Regions from separate parts of the Sus scrofa genome. Here region 2 is linked to region 1. Evidence: chromatin contacts called from public Hi-C data. All regions are on one chromosome and are shown on one strand. Each heading gives the region's core, a stretch centred on a gene start, on an enhancer-like site or on the middle of the called end of the contact. The rest is flanking DNA. Distances are from core to core; before and after follow the strand shown.

Region 1 (4,298 bases), core at 1,471-3,970:
ACATCCTTATAGTTTAGAAGAACAATTATTTCATACTCTTGCCAGCACGGGAGAGGAAAACTACAAAGCATAAGGAATTATGATTTATCAAATTATGTAGGAGGGAAATACAGGCGCTTTTAGAGGAGAGCAGAGAATTCTTGGGGATATTGAAGTATTTTGACTCCTTTGAGTGCTGCTGTTTGTGGGTGGACTTGGGTGGGGGTAGGTGGGGAACGAAAAGACCTAGAGAAGGGTCACAAACATGAATTAAGGGCATTAATGTGAGAACACAGAAGTGTAAACTTCTGGGCAAATGCTGAGGCAGCTCTAAACGCATCTCCACACTGAACACTGCTGCTACAAAGTGCTCTCAACAGGTCAAAGGACCAATGCGCAGAGGCTGTTGTGTGGCGACTTCGGGTAGCGAAGTCTCGGAAAGCATCAATCACCACATGTTCTGAAAAGTGGAAATTGAGGCAGTAACCCTGAATGGCGATCGCCGAAGGAATAATATTTGCCTGCCACTGTTCACTCGCCTTTCCCAAATACGATGCCGGGCTTATTTCTCTGGCTTCCAGCAATCTTTCATGTTTCAGACACACATATTTCAATCCAAGTGTTTCAGTTGCCATAACAACTTCATAAATTTGCTCTCAGATGTCCCTTTTAATCACATCATTTACAGAAAGCTGGATGGGTCAGGACAGTGCCTCGATTTATTCCCTTCACACCAAGCTCTTGAGGAATCTCGGTATTTGTTCCTTCTTGCTAAGAAGCTCAAACACCTGAAAATAATGTCACTATTCCTCTCCCTCCATAGGCAAAGGAGATGGGTTTTTTTGTTTTTTTGTTTTTTTTTTTTTTTCTTTTTAAATCTGTTTGTGTGTGGCCTTATTATCAAGTTTTTAAAACCCAGGCGATGGTAATGCCCAGGAACCAGCCCTGTGGTTCTTCTAGCAGAGGGACTGCAGTCACTGCCCAGTCGGGTACAGCAGGGCCCTACGCACAGAGCGGCCGCTTTATTTCCACGTAGCAATTGTTTATGCCGCCAAGCAGGTTGTGGATAGAATCCTAGCGATTTTAATTGGCTTCTGGTGACTACTCCTACCTAGTACCTTTAAAATATTATCTCCCTTACGATGGAAAAATACAACTATGCTAATACAGGACAGTTCCAACAGCATGCATTAATTTTTAAAATACTCTGGGATGTTTTTAGATTTCGTTCCAACAAAGAATAAGGCGAATAAATGACTTCTGCCAACTTCAGCAACCAAACAATGGAAAACAAGACTCCACCAACAAATAAAGAGGGGGGTGTCAAAAAATTCGGGCCAGCCTTTTTGCATATGTAGTGAAACCAAAGGCGCTTCCCCAGAAGGTATTGAAATGCGTAGATAAGAACACAAAAGGCCCTGAAGTGGTTTTGAGGGTCACAATTTGCCATTAAAGACAGCAGATGGAAACCTGTGAAAGTCCACTTAAGCGAACTCTAGAAAGCTCCAGCATAAAATAAAATCGAGAGTGACGGACAAGTTAGGATATTCTGACGATTCTAGCGTTTTATTTTTAATTGCACTCTCAGTTTGTCAGAACAGAAATACCTATATTTAAACTTAGAGGAATGAGCTGGAGGGGGGAACACTGTTTATAACCCCATCTGTCAAAAATTAAAATGCAGGGTGAATGGTATGCAACTAAGTACCAGCAAAAAGCAAATATTGGTTATATTTAGGAAAGAGCCTAAGAACAGATGTTATATAAAAAGTTAGACCTTTTACTTGAAAAAATACTACACACGACTAGTTCTTTGCCACTGGGGGGAAAAAAAACAAATCTCTTTTAATTATGTAAAGAGTGAAGAGAAGGTAGGATCCTTTACCTTTGAATACTAAATTAGGAAACAGCAGCATCAAAGGCGGGCTTGATCTGTTCTGCCTGAAAAATTAATAGGCTTGACAAGACCTTACACTATCTTCTCAAGCTGCAAAAAAAGAGGCTCTAGTGACACCAACAGTCCCGGGAACAAAATGCAGCTGTGGAGGGTGGAGGAGGGTCTGGGCTTGGGGGAGGGCTTTTTCTGTTTGGGGGGGGGGGGTTTTTCTTTCCTCCCCACCGATCGAGCCTTCAGCCACAACCCTGCGGGAGGATCTGCTGGGCGCGCTCCCCGCTTCTCCAGGTGGCCCCCGCCCCACCGCCGGCGCTGAAGGGGACAGGGCCTGCGGCTACAGCAGGCCCGGCTGGGAGGCCTGGCCACCCGAACCCCGCAGTTTCAAAGGGCAGGGAGTTGAAAGGAGGGGAGGACCTCGAGAGGGGCAGGGATGCCGAGGAAAGCCCTCAGCGCGGCATTCCTCGGTGGCTTCAGATCTCCACGCTTGTTTTCTTTCCCCTCTTCCCTCCTGGAAGGGTGAGGCGGGAACCAGCACTTCAAAGGGGCAACTTTCTGGGTCTGCGTGTGGAAGGATGTGTTAGCCGGCTCCGGCTCTTCCCGTCCGCATGATCAACACTGGAGGTTGTTAGCATTATTGACAAAAATGATCTTTCCCAAAGAAAGCCACCTTGCCAAAGTCGGCTGGGTCGCTTGCTGATGAAGCTGTTGGCGGGGGAGAGGGTGCGGAGGGTGACAGCACAATCGCTGGGCCCTGGCGGGGGCCCCATCGCAGAAAGGCAAGGCACACCGGTGTAGAGCAGGGGCGGCCTTCTGCTGCACAGCAAACTCTCATCCTCGTCTTGGCCCACCACCTCGCTGCACCCCACTCCTGCGGCCCTGAGGAGGGAGGGCCTACAGGGGCCAGAGCCTCAGCGGAAAGGGGAGGGACGGAAAGCGATTGCCAATTCAATAGTAGGAAACCGAGCGTACGGGGCAGGATAAGGGGGACCACAGACTCGGGCTCCGCGCCTGGGACTGAGAGGAAACGTGGAGGTTCAAGGCAAGTGCCTCCTAATGAAACAAACTTGGCTTAGTTACTGGGAAACGCTGATAAAGAAACTAGCCCAAGACGACTATTTAAAGAAGAAGGAACGCCGAGCTGCTTAAAGCACTCAATAACAACCTTAATTGCTCAAAACAAAGCAGCTGAGTTTCAAGAGCGCTTAAGATGCCTTTCAGATGCAACTTGCAGCACAAAGCCCATGCAATATCATCTTAAAAGAAAAAAAAAATTTTTCAGAATCAAGGATCGAGTTAGAACTTTACCTTTTTAAAAAAGGCCTAATTTTTTTTCTATCCATCCCTTGTCCCCCCCTTCACAATTTGGTCAAAATTAGATAATTTACTATGATTTAACTAAAATCCATTAGTTTACTGCCTTTTAAAAAGTAAGGAGATGGAGACCCATATGCCTTAATCCCAAAAAGCTCAAAATCTGAATTTAAAAGAATAAAACATTCCTGAACAATTACATAGAAAGTCAAGAAGGATTTTTGAAGGAGCTATCAAAAGACAATATTTGTATAGAATTTAAGCATTAGCAGCTAGCCTGACACAGCAAAACCATTGTATTTTCCACCAGTTTTGTTTTGCTATATACAGCTGTGTTTTCACAGATGCAAAGCCATGTGTCTCCACCAAAAGGTCTAGCCTTCCCTTCAGATGTGAACGAAGATCAAAGGTTCAAACACAGAAATACAAGATCCTTTTCCCTTTGGAACATGTTTTTATTTTTCTGCAGTGGCTGCAAACCAGAATTTCCATCTGTTGTCCTTCTGCAGTGTACAGGTTAACCTTAACAGTGGGGCTCAGAGCACTGTTATCTCAGCTACGAAGCGCACAGATGAAGCACGTCTGCACGGACGGACGCTCCAAACGCTCCCCAAGATGTCCACACAGCTGAGAGAGAAGTGAACCAGGCAGGAGCAGAATCCATTTCAGTTGACAGACAGAAATGTGTTTCTTTACACAGCACAACAGATTACAGAACGTTCAGATGCAATTCTGCTTTTACACCACACGCACCTTGATAAAGACAACATCCATTGTGGCTTCCTGCCTATGCTTCCTCCCTCCTACCCCCAGACATTTTGCATTCGAATCTCAGCGTACGGAAATGCCCCCTTGATAGAAAATGATTGGATAAAATAAATTGCTAACCTTAAGTGATTTTTATTTCTTTACGAGTTACTCACCCATAATTTTTCATAGAAATATTTTAAAATATTTCTTTCACTTATCTTTTTTTAATGACTCTTTTCCTCTCAACTTCCCTTCCCTTTACTGACACCCTCAAAAATGACTGAAGAGAGCGACAAGTTATCCTGTGTTACCTACTCCAAAAATGGATTTACTGCCATGTAAAAAGGTGCTTAGGAGAATAATA
Region 2 (3,886 bases), core at 468-2,967, 210 kb before region 1:
CTGCCATTGAGGTGTATTTTCTTCTAATGCGATTTCTTTTTAACCGACTTGGGACCACACTGTAACATTAGCAGCTACCGTACCGTATGTTGAGAGCCTGCTATGTGCCAGGTACTCTTCTGAGCACGAACTCACTGGTGTCTCACAGCAATCCTACTCGATCGGGCTACGGTTATCACACTTCACAGATGATAACACCGAGGCACAGACAGGCTACCTCCTTGCCGAAGGTTAGCCAGCAGGAGCAGCAGAGCCCAGGCCGGCCAGCTCCAGACTCTGCATATACAGCTTGGTGTCTGTTTTTAAACTTTCTATGAAAAGGTTTCTTTCTTTCTTTTTATAAAGAAGAAGTTCTTTTTTAAATTAAAAAAATTTTATTTGTCTTTTTAGGGCCACACCTGCAGCATATAGAAATTCCCAGGCTAGGGGTCGAATTGGAGATGTAGCTGCTGGCCTCTGCCACAGCCACAGCAACACTGGGTTCTTAACCCACCGAGTGGGGCCGGGGATTGAACCTGTGTCATCCTAGATACTAGTTGGATCCATGACCACTGAGCCACAACAGGAATCCCTTAAAAGGTTTTTATTTTTCTCTTCAGAAACAAGCTTTGTGGCTAATATTTCATCAGGTTCCCACGGCCCCCATACCTCTCTAATTTAAATGACGGGACTGTGAGTTGTCTTTGTGAATGAGGCTTTTTCTATATTTAGGATGATAGAATTGCCCAGATCCAGATGTAAAAGGCACAGCTGGATGACAAAGTAAATGACAGTAAGTCTGTTGATGCCCATTGCTGAATACTTCCCAGGAGAACTGTACCAGTCACGCTGCCACCAGCCTTGTGGATTCCAGGCCTTGGAGGTTATCACCCAAAAAATGATTTAGGAGATCCAGTTGTGGCCCAGTGGTTAGCGAACCCGACTAGCATCCAGGAGGACGCGGGTTTGATCCCTGGCCTCACTCAGTGGGTTAAGGATCCGCCATTGCCGTGAGCTGTGGTGTAGGTAGCAGACATGGCTTGGATCTGGCGTGGCTGTGGCTGTGGCTGTGGCGTAGGCTGGCGGCTTCAGCTCCGATTGGACCCCTACCTGGGAACCTCCATATGCCATGGGTGCGGCCCTAAAAAGACAAAAAAGATAAAGCTTGATTGTCAAAAACCTTACATGATTACTTTAAATTTTCTCTGGCCCAGTGTCTTACCACTCTTGTAATAATATAATAATAATAATGAACTTTAGCTCTCACCCAAGTTCTCATTTTTGCCCAGACTTATTTTCTTTACCTCTAGTTATCTTAAAGCAGCGACAAAATGAAATGGCAACACACATTTTTCTGAGTAGGAGCAGACAGTGAAATAAGCAAGGGCAAGCTTTTCAGCCGTTCTCTTTGCCATTAATGTTTTTTAATCTTTTTATAAACATTCTTTTTGTATGGCTCCATGAGAATCTACCTCTAAGACACTTTGAGATTTCTTCCCTTTTTATTCCTTTTTCCAGTCTCAGACCTGGAGCAGCGCTCTTGGTTAATTTGCATGTCTGTTGTAAAGGATTAGGAAGAGTAATTAGAAAAGAATGGGGGGGGGGTTGCAGAATAAGAAAGGCCCGCCCCGCCCCGCTGCTTTCGTTTCTGACCGAACCACTGATACAGGGGCCTAGGGCCAGCCCGGGAGTTCCCTCTTAGCCCATCACTGACGCAGTGACGTCACTTAGCCCAGGCACACAACAGAAACTCAATTAACGTCCGCTGGAGCAGAGAATCCTTGCACGCATTCTGCGTAGGTGCCACGTATTAACACACCGTCTCTCGCAGCAGCTCCACAGCTTTAATCTGCATCGCAGCGTTAAAAAGGGTTTGCATCTGTGATCCCAGGTCCTGGCCTTATTAGGATCCTAGAGGAGTGGCCAACAGAGGTCTTTCAGCCCAGGGCAAATCCTTGAGATCAAAGCTTCCAGGATCTCTCCCGGGAGGTCCTCTGGCTGGAGCGCCCCCTTTCCTTTCCTTTCCTTTCCCCTCGCGACCCGCCAGCGCGCCCTCCTTGAGGGGAAGGGGGAGAAGGAGGACGAGGAGTGGGAGAGGTGAGGGAGGAGCTGGTCTTGGGGGAGGCGGGCGAGAGCCAGCGTTTACACAGCCGGCCCCAAGGCTTCTCACCAGAAGGAGCCCTTGCTCTTCGCGCGGCCTCCCTTGCCCTCGAGAGGGAGAGGCCGTCAGAGACGGTAGCAAAGCTCCCTTCGCCTTCAGGGGACTCACTCGGATGAGCTGCTGTTTGTCTCTTTGGTTCTGTTTTTATAAAAATGGTACAGGGTAAAGCTCCATGGTTCAAATGTTTTGAGATCGTCAGATGACACTGGGACAAATGTATGTATTTTAAATATATGTAAGAAAAATGAATTCACAGAATACTAGTCATGAAGCAGGACACTGCCAGTGAAGAGGGCAAACTTTTAAGTAAAGCCGCCATCCACACAAGGGTACCGTCTTTTAAGAGGCAAATGTGAGGACTTCCCGTTGTGGCTCAGCAGTTAGCAAATCTGACGAGCATCCATGAGGATGCAGGTTGGATCCCTGGCCTTGCTTAGTGGGTTAAGGATCCCGCGTTGCCAGGAGCTGTGGTGTAGGTCGAAGATGCAGCTCAGATCTGGTGTTGCTGTGGCTGTGACGTAGGCCAGTAGCTACAGCTCCAATTGGGCCCCTAACTTGGGAACCTCCATCTGCTGAAGGTGTGGCCCTAAAAATACCCTCCCCAAAAAAAGAAAAAAAGTTAAATGTGAGATAGTTCAAGGCTTTGACTATTCCAGCCTTTTCCAAGATCTGTCAGGGATGTCAATGTGCATAAAATTAGAAAGCATATCACATGGGAAAAATCAGTCAAAAAAAATCTTACAATTTGTGTGGCTCAAAGGATAATTAGGGAAACTTGAGTGAGCTTGCTTTTTAAAGTTTCGCCTGGCCAGGAGTCCCCAAAACATGTTATAGTATTATTCCTTAGACTTCAAATGTAAACGCCATATTGCAACTTTTAGAGTTGTGTTTGGGTGTTTCTCTTTTTAATCTGCAAAATGATGGTTCAGACTAGAGTATTTACTAAACGTCCACCAGGCAATTCGAATATGCAGCCCACATCCAGATCTTTGGCATAGGTGACCTGGAAAGGCCTTCTTTGGCACCAAAATGCTGTGATTTCTAGAATTTTAAATTTTATTTATTAGCAATTTTACATTTTAAATTAAAATACATAAGATAATCAGATTCACCTAGCAGATAATTCTACTTACAAACATCTTCCTAAATTCAGAGGTCTCGCAAGTCCTAAAATGAAGCTTACTTCATAAGTGGCCCAACTCTCATGAAATATTTTGGGCAGAGCTTATGAATTTGGAAAATGTATGTTTGTTCCACATTCCAATATTGCCAAATGAGTTTAAGTTAATACCCTGTCCCCAAATATTTTTCACCTTTGAGAGTCAAGATGTGGTCCAAGTTTTTAATTTCCAGGGGAAAATCAGAAGGCTCAAATGAAAATGTTTATGGATAAAGAGAGATGAGAAATGAAGATATTGAATCTTTGCCATCAGCATGGGATGACAACTGTGTGTGTGTGTGTGTTCACACATGAGCCTCTGCTGGGATCCGCGAGGAGCAGCTGATGTTGGGGGAAGTATCTCATAGAAACTATAGGGACAGATGGTGGCGGACTGTAGCCATGGGACCAGCACGTTACTGCCTGCAACCCAGGAACCCTTCTTACTGAAGACTATGTGCCCAGAACCATCAAGTTGGAAAATGTAGTTCAACTGGAGACAGTTTTTGTTTTCTTGTTAGGAAACCTGGGCTCCCACACTCAGAACTCAGATGACTATATTCTGAGGATCTCTGGCAAAGCCATGT

Evidence for each region. Hi-C and Micro-C count contacts between places; a contact is called where the count stands out from the background.
Region 2: a Hi-C map of epiblast stem cells shows a contact between it and region 1, with 2.7 times the contacts expected there. The contact joins two enhancer-like sites. A contact is called at or near these places in 5 of 47 Hi-C or Micro-C datasets (embryonic fibroblasts, epiblast stem cells and fetal skeletal muscle).

What each region holds. Positions count from the first base shown.
Region 1 is chr11:68,565,078-68,569,375 of Sscrofa11.1, reverse strand. The region is part of intron 1 of CLYBL (citrate lyase subunit beta-like protein, mitochondrial); the gene reads right to left. Among named protein-coding and RNA genes, the nearest start is that of CLYBL, 59 kb to the right of the region's middle. Within about 2 kb of position 2,720, at least 16 of the 83 cell types and tissues checked have an H3K27ac peak or open chromatin away from gene starts, as enhancers often do. A contact at or near this core is called in epiblast stem cells, where this site is marked.
Region 2 is chr11:68,770,677-68,774,562 of Sscrofa11.1, reverse strand. No RefSeq gene overlaps it. Among named protein-coding and RNA genes, the nearest start is that of ZIC5, 58 kb to the left of the region's middle. Within about 2 kb of position 1,717, at least 8 of the 83 cell types and tissues checked have an H3K27ac peak or open chromatin away from gene starts, as enhancers often do. A contact at or near this core is called in epiblast stem cells, where this site is marked.